2 separate regions of the Cyprinus carpio genome follow, and region 1 is linked to region 2. The links are chromatin contacts, called in public Hi-C maps. All regions are on one chromosome and are shown on one strand. Each heading gives the region's core, a stretch centred on a gene start, on an enhancer-like site or on the middle of the called end of the contact. The rest is flanking DNA. Distances are from core to core; before and after follow the strand shown. Region 1 overlaps LOC109112054 (a long non-coding RNA gene). Region 2 holds the start of rps6kb1a (ribosomal protein S6 kinase beta-1).

The links. Hi-C and Micro-C count contacts between places; a contact is called where the count stands out from the background.
Region 1: a Hi-C map of skeletal muscle shows a contact between it and region 2, with 2.3 times the contacts expected there. The contact joins the enhancer-like site here to the promoter of rps6kb1a in region 2. A contact is called at or near these places in 4 of 8 Hi-C or Micro-C datasets (red blood cells and skeletal muscle).

What each region holds. Positions count from the first base shown.
Region 1 is chrB10:13,811,027-13,818,317 of ASM1834038v1, reverse strand. All of the region lies in intron 2 of LOC109112054 (a long non-coding RNA gene), which reads left to right. Among protein-coding and RNA genes, the nearest start is that of LOC109112054, 5.3 kb to the left of the region's middle. Within about 2 kb of position 3,552, at least 6 of the 8 cell types and tissues checked have an H3K27ac peak or open chromatin away from gene starts, as enhancers often do. A contact at or near this core is called in skeletal muscle, where this site is marked.
Region 2 is chrB10:13,773,438-13,779,987 of ASM1834038v1, reverse strand. rps6kb1a (ribosomal protein S6 kinase beta-1) reads left to right here and starts at 4,879. Exons shown (of 14, transcript XR_006155747.1): 1 at 4,879-6,550. It overlaps LOC122138712 (a long non-coding RNA gene), which reads left to right. Exons shown (of 2, transcript XR_006155748.1): 1 at 1-404; 2 at 1,418-1,495.

The DNA.
Region 1 (7,291 bases), core at 2,303-4,802, 40 kb before region 2:
GTTTAACCACAATAGCCTCATCCAATCGTAAACACAACCAACTGTTCTGGAGAGTGGTGTCCAACAATCTGACTTCTCTTTATTTTATAACACTTTTTTTCGAACAAATCTTCAATGTGTAAGTCATCCTGCACTGGAGAGGTACAGGAGAAGTCAAAAATACAAAAATATATGCAGATTTACATTTTAGTAGCAACCTGACCCTTACGACCCTAGAGTAGCTACTGCATAGCAATATGTTGACAAACATTCAGAACGTCATTCAATGGCGTAGCAACTTGCTAACCCTTCAACACCCTAACAATGGAATAGCAACATGCTAACCATTCTGAACACACTACAAATAGCATAACAACTTACTAACAAACTAGTGTAGATTACTTAGGAATTGTAGTCCATTACTGATTACAAATTACATGACAAAAAATCTAGTTAGTAATGTAATCCGTTACATTAAACATTTAAGGTAATATAATTAGACTACGTTTTTTACTTTGATTACTTTTGACTTACTTTGAAAATACAAAGCATAAGAAAATATATTCCATTTATTGTTATTAATAACATTAAGTGCATTAAATAATATAATATATTACATCAAGGTTTCCCAAACTGGTATTTGTAAAGGAACTGCAAGGGGGTTTATGAGTTTAATGAAAAGTTAATAATTAATTAAATCATAAAAACCACTAACCCTAACCCTAACCCTATTTTTGTAAATGTGTACATTTTTATGTTTTTAAGTCAAAAGCCTTCCAAAGACACATTTAACCTACAGAGTGATCATTCACAAAAAAAAATGTATCTGTTCATTATCAGTTGTATAAAGTATTCATTATTCATCAATCAGTAGTAGATGCAATATTGAAACATTTCTTAAACCTGAAATGATTTTTGGTCAAATGCTGTGTGTCCAGCTGATTAATAACCAGTCTTTGTGTGAATGTCCACAAAACTGGAAGACCTTCTGAGTCTATGTAAGCTGTAGGCTATTTTAAATAGGAAAATTTAAGAGATGAAAAAGATGAATAAGGGAGAATCAATAAATTATGAATAATTTATTGCTTTTGTGTAAATATGTTATCATGTAATCCATGAAAAAGTAATCAAAAGCAATGGCACAGCGACATGCTATCCATTCAGAACACCATAGAAATGGCAAAACAACTTACAAAAAACATTCAGAACACCCTAGAAATGGCAGAGCTGCATGCTAATCCCTAGCATGGTAGCAATGACACAGCGACATGTTAACCATTCAGAACACCCTACTAATGGCATAGCAGCTCGCTAACCATTCAGAACACCCTAGCAATGGCATAGCAAATAACCATTTAGAATGCCCTAGTAATAGGATAGCAACTTGATAACCATTCAGTACGTACTAGTAATGGCATAACAACTTGCTGACCATTCAGAACTGCAATGGAATACTTCAGTAACTGCAGAGCATCACCCTGACAATCGTCCTTGCAGTATGGTGCTGGGTTTTGCATGGGCAGTATTTCCTGAGAAGTGTTTTGCACCCATCTTAATACATTCTCTTGAAGCAGTCAATAAAAGGATCTCTGAACAGTTTATGTGCGTGTTATGACATATGTAGTTCTTTCTCATCAGTTTTTCGTGTGAATAGGAAGTTTCTGGTCGTGTCAGACTTACGGGGAACCTTTATCTTGGTTGTTAACCTCAAACCGTCACTGATGGAAGTATGTATCCTGACTCATTTGACATGTGGTCATTTTGTTTCTGAATTACTATGCACCTCAGCAGCCAATCGTTTCACTTAAAAAAAAAAAACCCTCTGTTATTACATATCAGCATTGCTGCATTTAGATTAATGTGCAGTTTCCATCAAATGTGCACGCCCATTTCTGTTTTGCTGTATTTTATATTTTACATTTTGTTACACTTAGACAGGCCTGGTACTTTGACTAATAATGTATGTTATCTCATAAATGTCGGTTTTGCATTAGATATCAAGTTACCCAATGCAGTACAGTAAAAAAAAATCTTATTAAAAAAAAAAAAAAAAAAACAGTAGTCATATTGACATTAACTTTTAACAAATTAATTTGCACCGAAATAATGTAGCTTCTATTAGACATACAGGCTGTGATGTCAACAATATAAGATATGGGAGGAGTTTTGATTATTTATATTTCCCATTGTTTCTTCTGTAGTCCATAACTCCATAAAACAGATGGGGTAATGAACCGCCAGTTAAAAACCACTCATATTTTTCTATATTTGTTTTGTTTATGAGTGTTAATGTGTGTGTCCTTTCCTCACATTTCTCCCCAATACCAAAAGAGGGAGAGGGGATATAGAGAGAGGGGGAGGCATAGCAAAATTAAAGGGAGTTCAGAACAGAAATGAGAGGAGAGGATGAAAGCCTGAGTTGTTTGAAGAAAACCAACATGTTATTTTGCACGACTTTTTCGAGTTGCAATATGTGTCTGTTGCCTTTTCTACAGTACCTCTTCTATCTGTCTCTCTCCTGCACACTCTCTCTCTTTTTCTATCTCTCACTCCCTCTCTGTCACTGTTTGGTCATTCTGACGTCCGCTTCACAGCATCTCTTACTGGCGCTGCAGGAGAGTGTTTCCTGTGCCGTCTGAAGCCTGATTCCCCCCAAATCTCTCCTTTTGCTCCTCATGTACTCTGAGACTGAAGACGACACGCTTTCTACGTCTGTGGCTTTTTTTTTAAATCTACTGAAATCTTCTGTCACTTTGAATCCGAAATCATCCTCCAGTAGCGTTGCAAGTGAAGACGAAGCGGGTCCCTTTCTCCGAAACGGATTTAAAAAGATGTACCTTGCTTTTTTTGTAAACTACATTTTATTCAGGACAGTATCCGCAATAGAATTGCAAATATTGAGTAGTTGTCTACTGTTTTTTTTTTTTTTTTTGGTATGTTGTTCAGCTTTGACGGAACACAGGAAGTGATTTAATGGGTTTTACTAATTTTTTTATATGTTTCTAGGTGTATTTCTGTGCTTGTATGACGTCTAACAGCATAACAGAATGGTTCCAGACGTCCTTTGCCCAAAGGTCAAGGGCATGGGATTGTATGTCAAGTGTCTGTGTCGTCATGTTGGTTTCTAGAGATCACCAGACTTATGGCACGTGTGTGACTGCACACACACGAGCGAGGCTGGCACAAAGCAGCTCAACAGACAAGACTTCATCAGCTGCATCCGTTTATAGTCATCAACAGCTGTTTTAGTCACTGAAACAGCATCTTTCTTATTGATATTTATGTGTGCTTTTATTTGATTTAAAACAAGTGTTAACAAAACAAGCAAAAATGTCTGGTTTCTTGTTTAACTTGGTGTAACACTGTTAAAAAATGCTTCTGAATCATTGTTTCCGGCACTGAAAGGGTTAGTAAGTCTGTGAATTCTCCCCTGCCAACTCCCAGGCAGTCGAATAAGTAACCCAGTTCGGAGGCATCTGCTCGGGGAAGGGTGTGTATCTGCCTCCCCCTCGCACTGATTCCTCTGCGCTCCTCTCCTCCTCCCGAAGCTGTGGTTAGCCCTGCCCTTACGGGTCATGTGACTTCTCTGAAACTCCCTCCTCCCCCTGCCTCCCCCCGTGTTTCCAGTAAACTGCTGAAAGGAGGGGCTGAGTCAGTCTTCAACCAGCTTCCCTTTGACCACAGCTTGTTAAAGAATTTGTCAACGTGGACTCCAGGGTGCACATTTTTTTCCTCCTCGTGATAGATAGATTTGAATTTTTTTCGTCTCTCTCTTTGGAACGGTCCAATTACGTCAGACACCCATAATCACTTCCTGCGCTACGCCGTAGAAAGAGAGAGAAAGTTTGTGTGTGTGTGTGTGTGTGTGTGTGTGTGTGTGAGAGAGAGAGAGAGAGAGAGAGAGAGAGAGAGAGCGGCTCATTTAAAGTCACTTTGATATTTGGCGGCATGTGTGCTAGAGACATTTGTCTTGGTGCCTGTCTGAAAGGGTTTCATTCAGAAAAAAAGACGGGATTAATAATCTGAGAAAGGGGAGGGGGGAAGAACAATTTAGTTTTTAACCTGATTACGATCTTCCTGTGATTCTCCCAGCTGGCGATCTGATTTTCCGGTATTAGATCATGCGTGATATTTGCTTTTGCAAACTCACTTGCTCCGCAGACAGACAAATTAACTTTTTGTATAAATGAAACAGAAACTGACACGTATAAACTCTAAACTACCATTGAAATCTGTTATCTTAATTTATGAAATACAATATGTGATAAAGAGAATTTTTTTTTTAAAGGGTTAGTTAAACCTAAAAGTGAAATTCTGTCATCATTTACTCATTTAGTAACCCATTTGTAGTTAAAAACCTGTATGACTTTCTTTTTCTGTTAAACAAAAAAGAAGATTTTGAAAAATGTATTTTTATTTATTTTATTTTTTTCCATATAATGAAAGCCAATGTAGTTAAATGTTTCATTATATGCAGAGTGCTTAAATGATAATAGAAATGTAACTATTCCCTTTAAATGAACTCTATTAGCATTAGGGTTCAGGTAAATGTTGATGTGTATGTATATATTGTTACCAAGGTGCCATTGACGTAAGGGGAAGCTGTAACTGTAGAATGTGGCATGGAAAGAGGAATATTATTAGGTGCGAATGTGGATTAGGGAAGTCTTTCGTCTCTATGCGTCAATCTTCGTCATTTATGTGGTAACAAAAGTCGGTTGTGACTTGCTGTCTGTCACTAAATATAAGTGCAGTATTTTTGGGATAAAACCGTTCAGAAGTTTGTACAAAAATGTATTCTGGTAAATCTGTGTTCTGAAATATGCTTCCAAAAAAAAAAAAAAAGATATGCCTTCTGAACTTCTGAACTTAAAAACAAGCCCTAAGAAAAAGAAAAAAAAAGTGATGATGACCAGCATCAAAAGCTTAAAAAAAAAATGCTGAATAGTGCTGGAAACATATCAGAGGGCTGAAACTGTCTCCCATGGTTTTACTGAAGGCGCACCTTTGACGAGATCTCTTAAATGTAATTGCTGGTAAACCCTGCCCTGAGGGATGCTGGGTCGGAGCTGGTAAACGCGGGGAGGTTGTGGTGGCTGAACTCTTTGCCAAATGGTAATTTTCCATGTGCATGAGAAAAAGTTTGAAATAGATTGAAATAAAAAAGAACAAGCAGCCTGGTTATTCATTCATCGTGTCAGATGCCCACTGTTGTGGTTAGAGAGGGAAACTTCCCACTAGAATTATGAATACGTCACATAACGGCATGATTACATGTGTACCACTCTATAAAACTCTGAAATAGCTGCTGGATGTAGCTCTCATCAGTTTTCTGCATTAAAGTTAGGCTGTACAGCCAGATAAATGACTAAGGGGAATTAGTCAGTGGCACAAGCAATACAAAACATTCTGAGAATAACTTTCTGTCCGTCATATGGGGTCTGTTTTGTTGCTAATATTGGGAATAAACACATTTAGCTGCATCTGTTCGGTTGAGTGAATAGTGTATGCAGATGTCTGGAGATAAAAGATACCTTTGAAGACAGATGAGAGACTTGTGACTGGGCCTGAATGCAGTGATTTAGTCTTGACATTACTCAGCAGTTTCTTATGCCCGTTTGAAAGTGACTCACTGCACGGAGCAGAATGATGTGTTTGTAGCGGGGATGGGCATGAATGTCGCTCTTTAATCAACCGCTTTCATCTTGCGGTTTAAAGCTGATCCGGAGTGCTCAAGCTCGGAACAAAAGACATTCCTCTCTTACCAACCTGACATTTGCGACGACCATTTCTGTCTGGTTTACTGTAAAAATGAACAGAAGAATCTACAGAAGGAGAGAGAGAGAAACGGCAATGGAATGAAATGTACTGTTGCTATGTGTCCAAACAGTCTTTGTGATAGGACAGAACAAATTTGGAATTTTCAAGTTCATCCAATCAAAACACAGCTGTTCTGCCTGCTCCCCATCACCCCTCCTTTCTCTCCACTGCCAGCTTTTCTTGGACCGATTTGATGTCCATATTAGGTTTGATTCAGTAAAAATCCCCTCCCTTGCCCTTCGACCATTATATCGAGTGCTAATGTACTTTTATCTCTAGCAGCAAAAAGCATTCTCTGCCTATGTACAGTAAATGAATTAAAGATGATCTCATTGGCCCATGTCATCAATATATTAATTGTATTTGCCACCTGTCAGCGATTCTTGCTGCGCCCCTTCTCATTTTCATGATCAGAGGGTGTTAAACATTTATTTTCGATCATACGAGATAAATTGAAAATGATATGTGTATGCACTAAACTGCAAAAAATTATTTGATTGAAAAACATGTAAATGCATTGATCCTGAGATGAACTGTGAATGTTTAATACTTGCAGAAGGATTATGCAATGCATTTATAGACGAGACAAGTCTAGAGTGTTTTTGCAATGAAATATTATTTAGAATAATTTCTCGTATTTTTTGTAAGCATCTTAAAACATTTATTTCATTTTCTTTGTATTATAAAAATACTCCCACATTTTCATTATAAGATAGATCTATATATATGCTTAAAATAAATGCAAATCAAGCTATCACAAATTCTGCTATTTTAAAAATATTAACCTTGTTTGCTTGTCTAGCTTAACCCGGCAGTAAATCTGGTCCAGTCAGTTAAACAGATCAAAATAAATCAAATAAAATTAAATCTATATATTTGTCAATTTGTTATTTAAACATATTAAAAGAATTCATGTCTGCTAAATCTAAATGCTGGTGTTTATGCAGACATCCAAAGCTTTTCCTTTAGAATCTGCTGTTATTATCTTTTCCTAGATTTTTTTTCTTCATTATATAGTTTTTTTTATATGTATACCACCCCTCTTCCCAGAAAGGGTATCAACAGGAAAGTCCATGTCATTTCAGTAAAATAGCCTTTTGTGAGGAATAAAGCTTCAGATATTTCAAGCTTTCAGTGACTCACTGGAAGCACCTAGAAGCCTGGTCTTGTCCCCCATTCCAATTCAAATGGAAATTTAAAATGTGTCATTCAAAGATTCAAGGATCTTTCTGGTAAGGGTTAAACATTTGGACATTTTTGTTCATTTATTTTTAGTCTTAAACACGAGAATTCAATCTGTGAGGTAAGATACATGTGCATTTTACTGAATGTAATCTTTTTACGGGAAAATCCTGCAAAAATTATGCTTTTGCAAAATAAGATTCTGTAGATTCTGTTTAAGAGTAGTATTACACCAAATTATTTTGTTTAAAAATGATATAGTTATCTTGTACTTTTTCTAAGAATTGTGACACAGAGCAACAGTAAGTTC
Region 2 (6,550 bases), core at 3,630-6,129:
TTTTCCCCTCCATCATTTTTTAAATGCTTAGGATATGTAGTTCCCAGAACAAGCTGTACTTTACAGTTTTTTTTTCCTCCCTTATTTGAGTTTCTGTCTTTTGGGATAACAGAGCTTGGTCTCTATCTCCCTCTCTCTGCGAGCGGAGAGAGGAGAAGTGGGGTAAAGGAAACTCACTGACCTTTCGGAGTTGGTAAGTGAAATTTATGTGACCTCTCTCTCTTTCGCTCTCCCTCCCTTTCTTTCCACAGTCTCGTCCCCTCCTCCTCTTCTCCTTTTCTGTCACAGTGCTTTTCCCGTTTGGCGCCTCTCTACAGAAGCCTTTCAGGGAGTACCTTGAGGCCCAGAGGGCAAAATTACAACACCGGGCGGGCGGGCGGCGCGCAGAAGAGGCCACCCCAATCGTAAGTCCCATCACTCATCTCTTTCGTTCAACCTTTAAATTTGCCTCAATCCCAGACGTGGCTTTTGTATTTTTGTATATTTTCCTCCATTCCTCCTTTTAATTTATTACGCGCACCCCTATTTCTTTTTTGCTCCACATCCTAATTACCTCCCTGCCCTAATTATCGCTTCGAGACTGGTTTTATTCTACCGTGTGATTCTGTTGAGGTGTTATTGTTTGCATGTGGCAGACCGTAGTGTCAGGGGCTCCGCGTGGGCTGTGCGGTGGTTGGTCGCGGGGGCCTGTTCGGGGTCTGGCTGAGGAGGGATGCTGAGTCATACTCCGAGTTCTTTGAGTGAACCGGACACTCCCCCGCGTCACACTAACCACCCCCCCCCCCCACTTCGGCAGCCGAACCCTGTTGAACCCAGCGCAGGCTGCCGGAGACGGGAGGGGCCCCTGGGAGTAAAAGAAGAAGAAGAAGGAGGAGGAGGGTGGGGGGACGTTTGGAAGGGAAGCAGGAGGAGGAGGAGGGGGGAGGTTGAGGCTGTACTCTTGATTCCTGCCGCCGCTGTTCCTTCACAAGTGCGCACGGAAACAAAGAGCTACACCTTTTTTTTTTTTTTTTACCTTCGTCTGCCCGTGTGCGAATCCTTCGTTTCATTTAAAGTGCTTTTCCAGCTCATGTGCATGTGTGTGTTCATGTGGGAGGAGGAAATGAAAGAGAGAGAGAAAGAAAGAGATGAAGTTGCACAATGAGAGAATTAGGATGTTTCTGGAACACTGTTCCTTATTTCTGGTAACATGAACCTCCTGCTGTTACTTAAGGAAAGCTGCGGGCTTGTTCAACCGACAGGAAGAAACGATACCACCGTGCGCGTGTCACTAACATAAATCTTGTTTTAAAGAATCAGGGAGAGAATGGAGGGAAATGCATGTGGAGTTGAGTGATTGCTTAACCTGAGATGTTTCTGATGAGTTAATGCATTGATGATTAAGCATAATTGACTGTCTTTTTCTCCCTCCTTACAGGTTTTAGAAGATGGTGATCAGCATGGTTTGTTGCATCATAAACTTATGGCTTCCAACAAATAAAAAAGCGAAACTAAATCAAGGAACCGATTTTAACTAAAAAACGAATAACTTCCTTAATCTCATGATAGCTACTTCTAGAATAATAGGTTTATTTTTCTCAATTTTCTTTGAGGTTTCTCTTGTAACATGGGACAAAAGATATCAGTTAACATTTTTACTTTTTAATGTGCTTGCTTAGCTGGTGGTTTGTGCTGAGATACTCATGTTCTCAGCTCTGTCTTGCACAGGTTATCTGATCCCATTGGGTGAGGTGTTAAGGTGCACTGTGGCTTATGCTGTGTGTGGTCTATTACATTTAAGGGACAGACTGCATTAATTTGGTTTTAAAATGCGTTGTTAGGCACTTTATGTGCTTTGAAATTCAGCATATTCCAATTCACGGCGCTCATATAATTCTAGTTTCAGAGTTTGAATTTATGTAGCTATAACAGGAAGTTAATGTAAAGTAACGCTGACTCTAAAGTCGCTATAAGATGTTATGCATATTGAGTAGTGCTTGCGTTACATTACTTCTTTTGAGGAAAGATCGTCTTGCGTTCTGAAATCTTGGTGAATCATAATGTTCCTCTCGTCTAGAGTTATTGTTTTGTTTCCAGAGATCCAAAGAGGAGAGGGAGAAGGGGTGAGTGAGTGTGTAACCACATGACTCACTACAGGGCCACTCCACCAGATGCAATAACGCATTCAATCAGATTAAGAAGCGCGTGTGTTCGGGCACATATGTGCGTGGGCGGCTGCCACGTTTCGCGTGTAGCTCCTATTCTATACATCCTCAGAGCATCCGGTCATGCTGGAGGATGCTCGCAGCTGGGTTGGATTTGACTAACAGATTGTCTGTCAATTTGAAAGGTTAGTATCTTGCCTCTTTTACAGTGTCGGATAGTTCAAACGAATACATTTTAGACGCTAGCGCCGTGGTGGTCCCCCAAAATGGCACATTTTGGACGTCTCCTTAATCTAGCACACCTGATTCAACTCATTATTAGAGGCTCCGTGTCCTGAAATGGGTGTGTCAGATCTAAAATCTGGAGTGTTGGGGGGCCACCGGGACCAGATTTAGAACCACTGCACTGGTGACATAACATAAGGCAGCTAGGCACACGTCTTGTCCGTCGCTTCTTTTCGCGTCTTTTTTTCTTTTAATTGCTTGTGAAAAAAAATTTTTGGTGCCTTTTTGTAACGCTACCCTGGTATGTGAGTCTGGAAGCGGCAGGCGTATTAAAAAAATGGAACAGTGTGGAGTTTCTTTTGCCGTTACCTTAAACGAACTCTCCGCTGAACTCAATGCACTGCCCGCTGCTGGCGTAGAGGATGAGAGGCAGTGTTGCCAGATCTCGTGAGAAAAGCAGGCCAATGGAAACTATAAAATAAAATCAATTACAATTAAATAAAATAAAAATAAACAGATTTTATGACTTTGACTTTGACTAATTAACAACATACACTTTTGAAAAAAATATTTCTCACATACAATTGGATATGACTTTTGAAAAAAATATTTCTCACATACAATTGGATATCTGAATTAATAACAAATTTAAAACTTAATTTATACAAAAGTAATAGGAACTTAGGAAAAACTATCTGTTTACCAAGAAAAATGCAAATTGCAGGAATAACAAATGTCATGTTTTTTTATACAGTTATACATGTCTGTAACTTTGAAATCTCAAAAAGGGCATGTGTTTTCTGCAAAAAAAAAAAAAAAAAAAAAAAAAACAGCTAAGGCTCGATTGGCAGTATTTAAAAGCGCCTTGATGTAAAGTGGCTTAAAATACGCGGATATGGCAACACTGCTGAGAGAGCGAGAGAGAGGGGGAGAACGCGACGGGGAGCGCGCGAGAGAGGCTGTGTCTCAAAATCCAGCGAGACAGTCTTTTTAACGTTAGAGCGCGACGATGATGCTCCAGAAAATGCTGTCTAGGCAGGAGCCTCGCTAGGATTCGAAACACAGCCAGGGTGAGACAGAAAGGAGAAGCTGCGTTCAATTATCTCACATAGTCAGTGCTCCGTTGAATGAGGGGTAGAACGCTTTCGGTTCTTCCATAACGGGATTTAAATCATTATATTGTTAAAATTAATGGCCACGCCCCTCTTCCAGCCCCACCCTCTCGTCTAATCATTGGTAAGTGAGTTAATTCTTCATTATGTTTCTTTATTGGTGTGGACAAGTCTCTCCCAGTGTGTCAAATAGCTTATCAGACTGGTGTTGGCTGTTACATTCGCCCGGCGACAACAGTCTGTAGGCTGTCTGACATTTTGGGTTTTTTCATCCCCTGTAAAGATCTTCGTTTTTTAATCGCTGTCTGATTTGTTATTATTAGTAGTTGTAATTTTTATAACCATTTTTTTTTTCAATACTGAAAAATGTTTTTTTGTCTCGATATTGGTGTCTAATTTTAGAGGGGTCGTTATGAAAGAAATATTTCCGATGTGTGTGTGTTTATAGAGAGCGTAATTGACGTGTTTCTGCGTAGCCTTTCTCGTTGAAGGGCGTGTGTGTGCGCGCGCACGTTCAGCACTTGGTTTTGTCCACTTGAATTTCTTGAGAATCCAGAAAGAACACACCTTATTGCAACACACTCTGTTATGACACATCTTTTTGCCCACCCCCTTCATCTGCACTTGCTCTACAGTTTTTTCTCTCTCTGTCATATAACTGCTCAGTCGTTATCTAACATGTGCAACTGGTATTTGTTATTAAATTAAAAAGATGTTCATTAAGCAATTCCCTCTGTTTTCTCCATTGTTAAACCACAGGGTGATCTGCTTGGCTTTCACATTCGAGTAGTATCATTTCCTGTAACTGTTCAGAACATCCTGTACTTTAGGGAACCCCCTCTGCCATTCATGTATGTCTGTGTGTCCTGAGTGGGAATCAATAAAGGTGAATGAATTAAATGTCAATCCGTCTCCTGGTTTTTGAGTTGAGTTTTATATATTTTATTATTTGAATTTTATAATATATTGTAAGTTTGTTTAGTGTGCTGCAATAGAACATGCAACACTAACTGCAGGCTAATAAATGTGATTTCTGCAAGCTGAAGATATTTGAAGTTAAGGTACATTTTTAAAGTTTAAAATGTATGATAAAAATTAGAGCAGGTAAAATAAATATACTATACATATCGATATATAAGCCTACATATGTATAAATAAAGATGAATAACAAAATAAAATTAAAAAGCTTCAGAAATTCAAAGTTCAGGTAAAATTTAAAGAATGTAAGTTGAGATAAAATATAAAAAATATGAAATTTTGTAAAATATGAGCAGTTAAAAATAATATATATATATATATATATATATATATATATATATATATATATATATATATATATATATACATACGTATGAAAATAAATATATTCTAAAAATGTATAAACACTCAAAAAAGTCTGAAGTTGCAGTAATAAACCCTGCAAATGTCATTCCTTTGTGCGTCAAAAAGAACTGATTATAAAAATAAATAAAAAAAACCGACTACGAAAATATGTGTACTGTATAATATCCTGTGTAATTATTAATATCATATGAAATGGTTGTTGGGTGACTCTAGTGATGCAATTAATTCAGGAACGATCACGCCCACTACAGTTACGAGCTTCGCCCGAGGGTTCGCCTTTATGCAAATCACTCGTTCAAACAGGTTTTAATATTCAAATAAGGCTTGACATGTTCAATTCTAGTTTCTTAACAACCCTCCTCCATCTTATGACCAATATTTTGTGTAGGTTGCACAATAAGGTCAGGTGTTTTTGCTTAGCGTGTGACCAAACGCCACACTTTTGCGGGTTTAGTTAGATTTTCAACGTGCATAACTTACCTCGAGCAACCAATAGGGGGCATAGGCGAAATTTTTGGGAAATTATTTTCAATACTTTTAAAATATTTTAAAACATTTTAAATATATAAGGTACGAATTAAAATGGTTGTTAAATAACATGTTAAAATTTGCATATTAACAGTTTTGTAGGCCTAAATTAAAGTGGCCTCGTGTTTTACGTAGGCTACACGAAGTGCATGTTATCTGGGTGAAGGTAAAACTGTAACAGTTCCTCATATACAGTTTACAGCTCTCAGAAGCAAGTGTATTCATAATTAAAACTGCTGAAGTTCAGGTGAGTCAGGGGCTTTAACCCGTCACATGAATCAATGATGTGCTGTCACCGAACAGGAGAACACTGGCACACCCAAGCTGACCCAGAACCAGCTGTAAACCTTACCTGACGCAGATACTGGGTATCTTTACCTATCCAGAAACCCACAGGTATGTATCATTAAAACCAGCAGAAGTATGAGCATATTAGCTTCCTGCTCTCATTCTAAACATTTTGGAACAGGGAACAATCTGTGTCTACAAATATACAACAGGAGGCCCGTTTTTACTGCAAACAATTAAGCTTTAAATAGCTTGATATATTATCAGTCATATCAACAGCCATACATTGTGATGTGCATTGTTTTGGTGTCAGGTTGTGTAAAGTATGAATGAGTTATTATGCCTCGTTTTCAAAAACATACAACTTTGGAAAGTCCCTGTAACTATAATTTGCATAGGCATAGTTGTTTTTTTTTCTTCTTTTCTTTTCTTTCTTTCTTTCTTTCTTTCTGCTAGCAGCATATGTGACACAAAGTGCCCATTGTGGCTCTTGTGGTTTTTAAAAGTGGGGAGCAGAGAATTGTGGCTATCCAGCACTTTGTAACAATGTATAGTGTGTGAGCTTGCATCTTTCTTCCAGCCAAGCCTTTTGGCGAGCTTGCTGACTTTTGATCGTTTTAGTTTACGATAGGACGAAAGGTTTTAATAATTACCCTCATTCAGTAGAATTCCCCTTCATGAATAATCCAATATTGGCAAAAAAAAAACTTTTCACTTAAATCGATATCCTCCCAAATCTAAACGGTAATACACCTAGGCCTAATTATTCTACACGAAATCAAAAAATTAAATTGAGAAAATCGCCATTAAAGTTCTTCTTTAAAGTTCTTAGCAATTTATATTACTGATTAAAAATTAAGTTTTGATATATTTACGGTAGGGAATTTACAAAATATCTTCATGGAACAT